3 separate regions of the Mus musculus genome follow, and all the other regions are linked to region 2. A link is a contact called in public Micro-C data. All regions are on one chromosome and are shown on one strand. The core of a region is the stretch at or near the end of the contact, and the rest is flanking DNA. Distances in the headings are between cores, read along the strand shown. Region 1 holds the start of Chka (choline kinase alpha). Region 2 holds the start of Cpt1a (carnitine palmitoyltransferase 1a, liver). Region 3 holds the start of Ndufs8 (NADH:ubiquinone oxidoreductase core subunit S8).

The links. A called contact is a pair of places that touch in the nucleus more often than the background predicts.
Region 1: a Micro-C map of embryonic stem cells shows a contact between it and region 2, with 4 times the contacts expected there. A contact is called at or near these places in 2 of 39 promoter capture datasets (liver and pre-B cells), 1 of 484 Hi-C or Micro-C datasets (embryonic stem cells) and 1 of 130 datasets of targeted methods (pancreatic cancer cells).
Region 3: a Micro-C map of embryonic stem cells shows a contact between it and region 2, with 7 times the contacts expected there. A contact is called at or near these places in 1 of 484 Hi-C or Micro-C datasets (embryonic stem cells) and 1 of 130 datasets of targeted methods (pancreatic cancer cells).

The regions. Positions count from the first base shown.
Region 1 is chr19:3,850,517-3,853,216 of GRCm38.p6, reverse strand. Chka (choline kinase alpha) reads right to left here and starts at 1,444. Exons shown (of 12, transcript NM_001271496.1): 1 at 804-1,444. The coding sequence starts at 1,141. It overlaps Gm51271 (predicted gene, 51271), which reads left to right and starts at 2,401; the gene lies at 2,401-2,450.
Region 2 is chr19:3,321,855-3,324,554 of GRCm38.p6, reverse strand. Cpt1a (carnitine palmitoyltransferase 1a, liver) reads right to left here and starts at 1,254. Exons shown (of 19, transcript NM_013495.2): 1 at 1,181-1,254.
Region 3 is chr19:3,911,328-3,914,027 of GRCm38.p6, reverse strand. Ndufs8 (NADH:ubiquinone oxidoreductase core subunit S8) reads left to right here and starts at 1,254. Exons shown (of 7, transcript NM_001271443.1): 1 at 1,254-1,318; 2 at 2,282-2,339; 3 at 2,412-2,462. The coding sequence starts at 2,282. It overlaps Aldh3b1 (aldehyde dehydrogenase 3 family, member B1), which reads left to right. Exons shown (of 10, transcript NM_026316.3): 10 at 1-537. The coding sequence ends at 134.

The DNA.
Region 1 (2,700 bases), core at 195-2,694, 530 kb before region 2:
TGCTTCTGCTCACTGAGTGCCAAAGGTGAATTTCTGGAGCGGGAGGGGGTTGTGATCAAACTACAGACTAGAAGTACTACAAGGAAAAGTTCCCCGGGGATTTTTCCTCCCTCTTTTTCTTTTTCTTTTCTTTTTTTTTTTTTTTTTTTTTTTGTTTGTTTGTTTTTTCGAGACAGGGTTTCTCTGTGTAGCCCTGGCTGTCCTGGAACTCACTCTGTAGACCAGGCTGGCCTTGAACTCAGAAATCCGCCTGCCTCTGCCTGCGGAGTGCTGGGATTAAAGGCTTGCGCCACCACGCCCGGCTCCTCCCTCTTTTTCTAAAGCCCAGCCACAACATCCCTTTTTCTTTTCTTTCTTTTCTTTTCTTTCCTTTTTTTTTTTTTTTTTTTTTCGTTTTTCGAGACAGGGTTTCTCTCTGTAGAGCTGGCTGTTTTGGAACTCACTTTGTAGACCAGGCTGGCCTCGAACTCAGAAATCCGCCTGCTTCTGCTTCCCGAGTGCTGGGAACAACATCCCTTTTTTCATTCAAGGCCCTCGCAGAGAAACGGCTTCCTAGACACATCTATTTTGAGCTTTGGTACAGAATGTGCTTGTATAACTACATAGTATTGTTCTTCCGCAAGGGACGGCAACCCAGCACACATTTTCTCAAAGCTCGCCCGCAGGCGGCCTTCCGCGCTGCGGGGTTTGTGCTCCGGACACCGGCGCGGCGATCACCTCTACCCAAGCCGCCGCCCCGCCCCGCCCTCCAGCCTCACCCCCCACCGCCCCCACCACCACCGCGCGGTGCCGCAGCCACTGACCTGATGACACTGATGTGGAACTGGTCCTCGCGAAGGCCTCGCCAGGCTCCGGGCAGGAATTCCTTACACCACAGGTAGGCCCTGCGCCTGGTCCGGGGCTCGGGTTGTTCGTCCGCTAGCGGCGGTGATGGCGGCGGGGGCAGCGGCAGGGGCGGCGGCGGCGGCGGCGGCAGCGCGAGAGGTTGGGTTCGGCCACCAAGCTGCTTGGACTCCAGCTCGCCTGCGGCGTCCCGCTGCTGCCCTACGCCGGGCGTCGGGGCAGCGTTGCCACCGCAGCTCAGCAGCAGCCCGAGAGGCGACGGCTCGGCCTCGCCCCCGGTGCAGAACTTGGTTTTCATGCTGGACAAGCGGCCGAGAAGGCGCGGGCGGCCACAGCACGAGAGGGCCACACTCAGGGTCCGGCTGGATGCCCGCCTCTGGGGGCCGGCGCGGGGAATGGCTCGCCGGCTTCACTGACCGGCCGGGCGGCGGTTGTGGGAGCGCGCGGGGAGGCGACGTCGGCGACGGCGGGGAGAGGCAGCAATGGACGTCAGGCAGCAGTAACGAGAGACGAGCGCGGGAGGCTGACGGCAGGCGACTGCTATAGGGGGCCGCGGCGCTCGCTCCTTTACAGCGCTGCACGCGGAGAGCCCAGCGTCACCGCCCGCCCCCGCGCTCGCCGCTGATTGGACGCTTTGGCGCATCACAACCGCCGCCACCCTCGCCACGCCGCTTTCCCATTGGCTGCGGCACAGCCCCTCCTAGGCTCAGGCGGTGAGTCCACGATGAGGGAGGGGTCGGCGCACCGGGGGCGGGGCCTTGTCTAGGGGTCGCGAGGGTCCTGTAAAGGCTATCTCAATTGCCTGCACTCACAAGGTGGCGCCTTTGCGGACTCGAGCCTCTTAGGGCAGGAGAGGCGAGGCTTCTGCAGCTTTGGCAGACCCTAGAGTGGATGTTGAAAGGGAAACTTTCCTTAGACGCCCCCAGGTCTGAAAGTGATGATTTGAAAGGCCCCGGGGACTTTGCAGGAAAATGGTGTCTGGAGGCTGGCTGCTCTTTCCGCGTGACCTTAGGGCAAGGCAGCTCCCAAAGGAGCTCTGTGGGTGTGTTTTTACAACATTTCCGAGGCCCTGTTCGAGATGCTTCCATGCCCAATACAACTCCTGGCCGGAGGCGTTATCCATCTGCAGGTCTAATATCAAAAAGAGATTGGGTCAAGGCCACACACCCACTTGCCAGCTGGCTGCGCTCTCCGCTCAGAGAGAAGCCTCCCCCTCTACGTGCCTGCAGCCTCAGTTTCCCTGTCCGTGGTGCTGAGGATGTCAGCTAGATTCTCAGGACATCTTCCTAACAGACTGGCCTCAACGGCCTCCAGAATTGCCGGCCAAAGGTGCTTGGTTCGCGATTCCTGGCTTTGTGGATGCTGTCATCTGCCCCCCCCCTCTTCCGGGCTGTCCAGTCGCGTGACCATGACTAATGTACCTTTGCCCTAGGGCATGGAAGGGGGCCAAGGCCCCTATGCTGTATGCCCACACATTGCCTCATTCTTTGGTCTCATCATTCAGTCCTTCCAGGAAGTAATTGAGGCTACAAAGAATATAAAACTACAGGTCTGTGTTGTGGGGTATAGCTAGAAAGAGAGATTTCTTTCTAGCTATACCCCAGCATGCAGAAAATGGCTTCTTTGTGGGTTTTCACAGTCTGCTGGAAGCCAAAAACTCTTCAAAAAGAGTAGGTAGGTACTTATCTGGACTTACTCCCCCAAAAGTGATCTTACTGAACAAAAGAGTGCAAATAATCTGTGCATAATGGCACATGCTTTTAATCCCAGCACTTGAGAGGCACAGAGGCAGAGGCCAGATCTCTATGGGCTGAAGACCAGCCTAGTCTACACAGTAAGTTTCAGGACAGCCCAAGT
Region 2 (2,700 bases), core at 5-2,504:
CAAAGCTGTGTTTTAGTCATTTGGCTTGTGGTTTTGACAGTGATAAACACGCTTGAATATCAGGAATGACCAGAAACCAGACGCCTGTGCAACAAAATGCTGTAACTAAATACGCGTTCCGAAAGGCTTCTAAACTCACTTTCATTTTATTTGCGAACTTCCAAAGTTAGCAGTTTCCGACTAAAATCTGTTTTTGGACAACTATTTAAATGCACGGAACGAGAGTCGGCCCAGAGCTGAGAGTACTGAGCTTGATTGTATGTAGCCTGGTTCACACTAGGAACTTTTTAACTCCTTAAAAACTTGAGCGTTCATCTGTGTTCTGTGACATCAACGAAAACCAGACCCGATTCACAATAAGATGAAGAAAAACGAAGGGTACCCGCTGTTACCGCACAGCCTGGTTGCCCAGACCGTGCTGTCCGGCTGTCCCAGGCCAAGTTCGCTCAGGCCAGGTCACGTGACGCCCCCACCCTCCCGGGCTCTGGTCCCGGCGCGACCTTGGGCAGTCTCTGACACCCACCTGCCCTTGAACCCCGGGCAAAACCGCGGTGAGGGGTGCAAAACACTTAAGTCTCTGCGCCAAGGGTGTGTCCCGAAGGCTATACTGCAGGGACCCGCACGAAGAGAGGGCACCGGCCACCTGCCAAGTCCCCTGTGCGAGCATCCTTCCTACTGCCGAGCCCGACCCTCACGGACCCCGAGAACCAATCCACCTGCAGAGTAGCGGGTGGAAAGAGCCTGGAGAACGCTCGGCGTCCACACTGGCCCCAAGCCACCCGCGGAGTGGGGAGTGAGCAGGGGTCAGAAAGGGAGTTGACACTCCTACTGGTCAGGGACCAAGGAGTCACGCCTAATCATAAGCATCTTTCACAGAGCAATGAAGACCCCAAACCCACGCGGTGAGTGAATCCACCGTGGGGCGGGACACCACGAGCCGAGGTCCCACGCGTCCCGAGTGGAGGCATTTTGCCCAGTCTGGGGACCAAGCATCTTTCCTCCCGTCCCGGGATCCCCCAGATCCGTCACTGCGCGGGGGAGGGAGTGCCCTCTGCTTCTCCAATGCGCGGCTCACGCGTACCCTACGGGCACAGTCTGGGTCTCCCTCCACACTCTTAAGAATGACACCCGCGCGCCCAGCCCAGGGCGGTGCCGCAGCGCTGCCCTCGCGGTGTCTTACCGAGTCTGCAGACGGCGGCGGCGGAATGAGCGAGCGGAGTCCGGGCCGGGGCGGGCGAGGCCAGGCTCACCGACGCGCGCCGCGGGTGATTGGCTGAGCCCAGCTGGGCTGCAGCGCGGGCAGGACGGGGCGGGGCCTGGACGGGGCGGGGCTGCGGGGAGGAGGTCAGTAAGGAAACTGAGGCTAAGTCCCGAGCTTGCCAACGGCAGACCTAGGACAACATTCCTTACCCTGAGAGCCTCAGTTTCTTCATATACAAAAGGGACCAACTCATTAAAGCCATGTCCAAAACAGCTCTTTGCACCATACTTGGCTTACACTCGCGGTTTACACTAATCCGCCCGTAAACTTCTCTGCAACCCTGCGGGAGTTATGCTGATTTTGCTCCAGACTTTTGGTTTGTTTGGTTGTTTGGTTGATTATTTTTTTTTTTAAAAAAGGGGAGTGGGACGCTTGGGGTGGTGTTGGGAAGAACGGCTTGTCTAACATCAGAGAATGAAGAAGTAAGCTCAGGTTCCAAGTTTGAGAACAGATGTTTGACATCCGGGGGCAGGTTGGCGCCAGAGGCCAACACACTCATAGTCTCCCTGGGATAAAATCGTCAGGGGGCGGGGGAACCCTCATCTGCGGAACAATTAGGGTGTGTGGGTAGCTCACAATGCCGTGCATTCCTTGCCTGTGTAAGGTCCTGGATTCAAGTCTCTGCGCCCAAAAGCAACGGAATCGAAGTACTCTTTGAACGCTGAGAACGAATAGGTGTCAATAGGGGAGTGATTGGAACCTCGGACAGAGTGGCTTCTGGAGGGGGATCGCTGGCAGCACACGGGGAACGAAGGTTGCAGGGTGAGTTGTGAACAGGGTGTAGAGAAGTCGGGCCAGACATGGCAAAGCACTCTACCCGCCAGATGGGGCGCCCTCCCAGGCTGCAGCTCCAGGCCCTGCGTGTAGCAAGCTCTCCATAAATGCGCTGAAGAAGGAAGAGTCGCAGCTCTGAGGTCAAGCACGCCTGGTCATGGAAGAGCCCTGTTTGCCTCCATCTTTCTCTGCCTTGCCGTGGAAGGGTTCCATAGAGAAAATGAAAGTTCCCCTTGATCCCGCCCCCAACTGTAGTTAACTGTTGCTGTATCTCATCTCCCCCTACACCTCTATTATTTAAAAGGACAGGCGATTGTTGGGTGTAACTTTGAGATTTTTAGTTTATGTGAAGGGACTCATAGAGAATCGGGGTCTTTCACTTGCCTTCATTGTTCTGACACACCCAAACGCCTTCCATCTTCTTAAGCATCCTTATCTGAGCACCTGTTCCTGAGCGTGGAAGCAGAGACCAGTGTGACATGTGGCTGGCACTGCAGAGGTGCTATCTGGAAACACTTTCTGCTGTCCCCCGGGCCTCATCGGCCTCGATGGCTCTAGTGTCACCTCTTGCTGCCCCCTACTTAAGGCTCCTTTTAAGTCCTGGACTGTTGGACTCACCTTAAATGCCCTTCCTTCTCTCCCTAGAACCCCAGTCCTAACCGGTC
Region 3 (2,700 bases), core at 5-2,504, 590 kb before region 2:
AGCGTGCCTGTCTGCTGCGCAGCCCGGGAATGGAGAAAATCAATGACTTGCGCTACCCACCCTACTCCAGTCGCAACCTCAGGGTGTTGTTGGTGGCCATGGAGGAGAGGTGCTGCAGCTGCACCCTGCTGTAAGCAGGGGTTTTGGGGTACAGGAGCCTGCCTGGGGCACAGCTTCAGAGAAGTGGCCTGCCAGGGCCAAGGCCACAGAGCAGTCTGCTCAGCCCTTCTTGGTGGAGCCCTCTGCCTCCTGGGGCTCCCCTTTTTGGACCTTTGAATAAGATAGGCTGAGGGTAGGAAGGCAGGAAGGGATGCAGTGACCATAGAATCTTCGAGAAAACAGAGCACTTCTGAACTACCCACCCTCTCGTGGATAGTGTTGCAAGGGAGCAGTGATAATCGGCACAGGTCATACTCTGTGACCAGGCCTGTCTGGGTCTTCTCACTCTCAGTTTTCTATCTGCACAATGGAAATAAAACAGCCTTAACAAAACAGCCTATCGTCGTGGAAGTATTAAACTAGGAGGGCTGACTCCAAGCTACAGGTGTCTTGTCTTTTTTGGAGTGGAGGTGCTGCCTCCGTGATAAGTCCAAGACCTTTCCCCAGCTACAACTCACCCCTCACCTCACAAGTTTACTCAGCCGTAAAACATTCCACCAGTCTGAGCTCCATGCTCCAAGGGATGGCGCTTCCAGCCACTCACCTGCTAAAACTCAAAATTTTTGACATCCTGTCTCTACACATGGCCTGGTTTTTGACTAAGTCAACATGTCCTTCCTGGCCTTCCAGATTCTACACCGCCAGCTTAGACACTACTTCCTGAAGGAAGCATTTCTGATCACTCCATACAAGGCATGCAGATTGCCTCATGGTTCTCTAGTCCTAGGGGCAGACTTGACAAAAGTCCTGCTACCCGCGGCCGTTACAAGGACCAGTGGTTAAAGCGCTTGTACGCTGTCGCCATCTTTGCAGTATTCAAATGAGCCCTACCCCTCCCGCCTCCCCGGACTGTAGCAGCGTCCCAAACCGAGGTCAGGAAGTCCCGCCTTCAGGATCTCGGAAGTCAGGCGCATTAACCTCTCTGATACAACATGGCAGCTCCCTACAAAACTTCAAGCATCTGCTCCCATCAGCCAATTAGAGAAAAATATAGTCCTGGGCCCGCCTCCTACAGGACCCTAGGCCAATCAGACCAAAGAAGGAAAGGGCACTATGGAAAAAGGCGTGAGAAGCTCGCCCAATGGCAGCATCCTGAGCTTAGGCTCCGCCTTCCGGTTGAACCGCATCTGGGCCAGGGAAGGAGCCGCAGCACTTCAAGGTGGGTGGCCAGGGCAAGGCGGCGAAGACAGGGTCTGGGTGACGCAACGACAGGGTTGAACGGGGTGTCACCGCTGACCTTATGAAGTCTGGGATCTAGCGCTTCGGCTCGGGACCCGCGGCTTGTGCGTCCTTCCCGAGCTGCGGACCGGAAAGCCTGCACCCTCAGGCGCATGCGCTGCCTCGCCGGCTGCCTTCTGCGTTCATAGGGTCAGAGGTCAAGGGGAAGGTCTGAGAGAAAGTGGTAGGTTGGATCCAGGATTGCTTGGGGTCAAGAATTGGCCGACCCCTACAGGTCAAAGGTCACAAGAGGGCGCTAGAGCGTTGGTGATCTGCCAGACTCTTGGTCAAAATCCCCTTGTTTGCATACATCCCTAATTTTCGGGACCCCTCTTCCTACATTGTAATCCAGAAACTGAGGCCAGGGGACATCATTTGCCCAAGGTCACTCTGCAGGTTGGGGAGAGTTCCAGGAGCCCCTTGGGTTGAGGAGAGGAACTTGACCCTGGTAATTATTTAAATCTTTAAGGGTTTTCTGCAGGTATCTCCTGGATTCCTGTCCTGGTTCCAATGACATTGGGTAATTTGGGAGCAATCACTTAACATGACAGGATGACAGGGTCTATGACATTTGACATGAAGCCTGGCTCAGAGTTATCAGGACCCACTAGGAGGACCCACCAGAAGAACCATCCAGGCTCCTGAATACACTGGTGGTGGTCAGGGAGCCTTGGTGTGAGCGGAGGATGAGGAGTGGACATGGGGAAATGGATTAAATAGGTTGCTTAGGAACTGCAGAAATAGAAGGAACTTGGGGTGCCCAGGAACTGTGAGTCAGCAGAGTGAGGTCAGATTGAGGGTTAGGGGTGCTGGTCTTGAGTGGGATTGTGAGTGAATGGGGCGTAAGGTAGAGGTTCAGAGGAGGGCAGTTTTAGACCCTTCTCTTCCCTTCTCCATGTTCCAGATGTATCGCCTGAGCTCATCAATGCTGCCACGGGCCTTGGCCCAGGCCATGCGCACAGGTAGGGCTAGAGGCCTTTCCTGGGGGTGGGGGAGCAGAGCTTCCTGGTGTGAAATCACCTCTCTCCTTGCAGGACATCTTAATGGACAAAGCCTTCATAGCAGCGCAGTGGCGGCAACGTACAGTGAGTAGCCAATATTCTGACTTGAGCTTTTCTGACCGTCGTCACACCCAAGGCCCGGGAAATTGCTTTGCTAGGGACCCTCTGTGAGCTCTAGTTTCCACTCTGAAAATGAAGGTAGCGATCAAGAGAGACTGTGACTCAGTCACTGTAGTACCATCAAAGGCGGGAGGCATGTGACAGGAAAGAGCTGCTAGGTTATCAGGACCCACTAGGAGGACCTAGGTCCCTCACTCCCTGA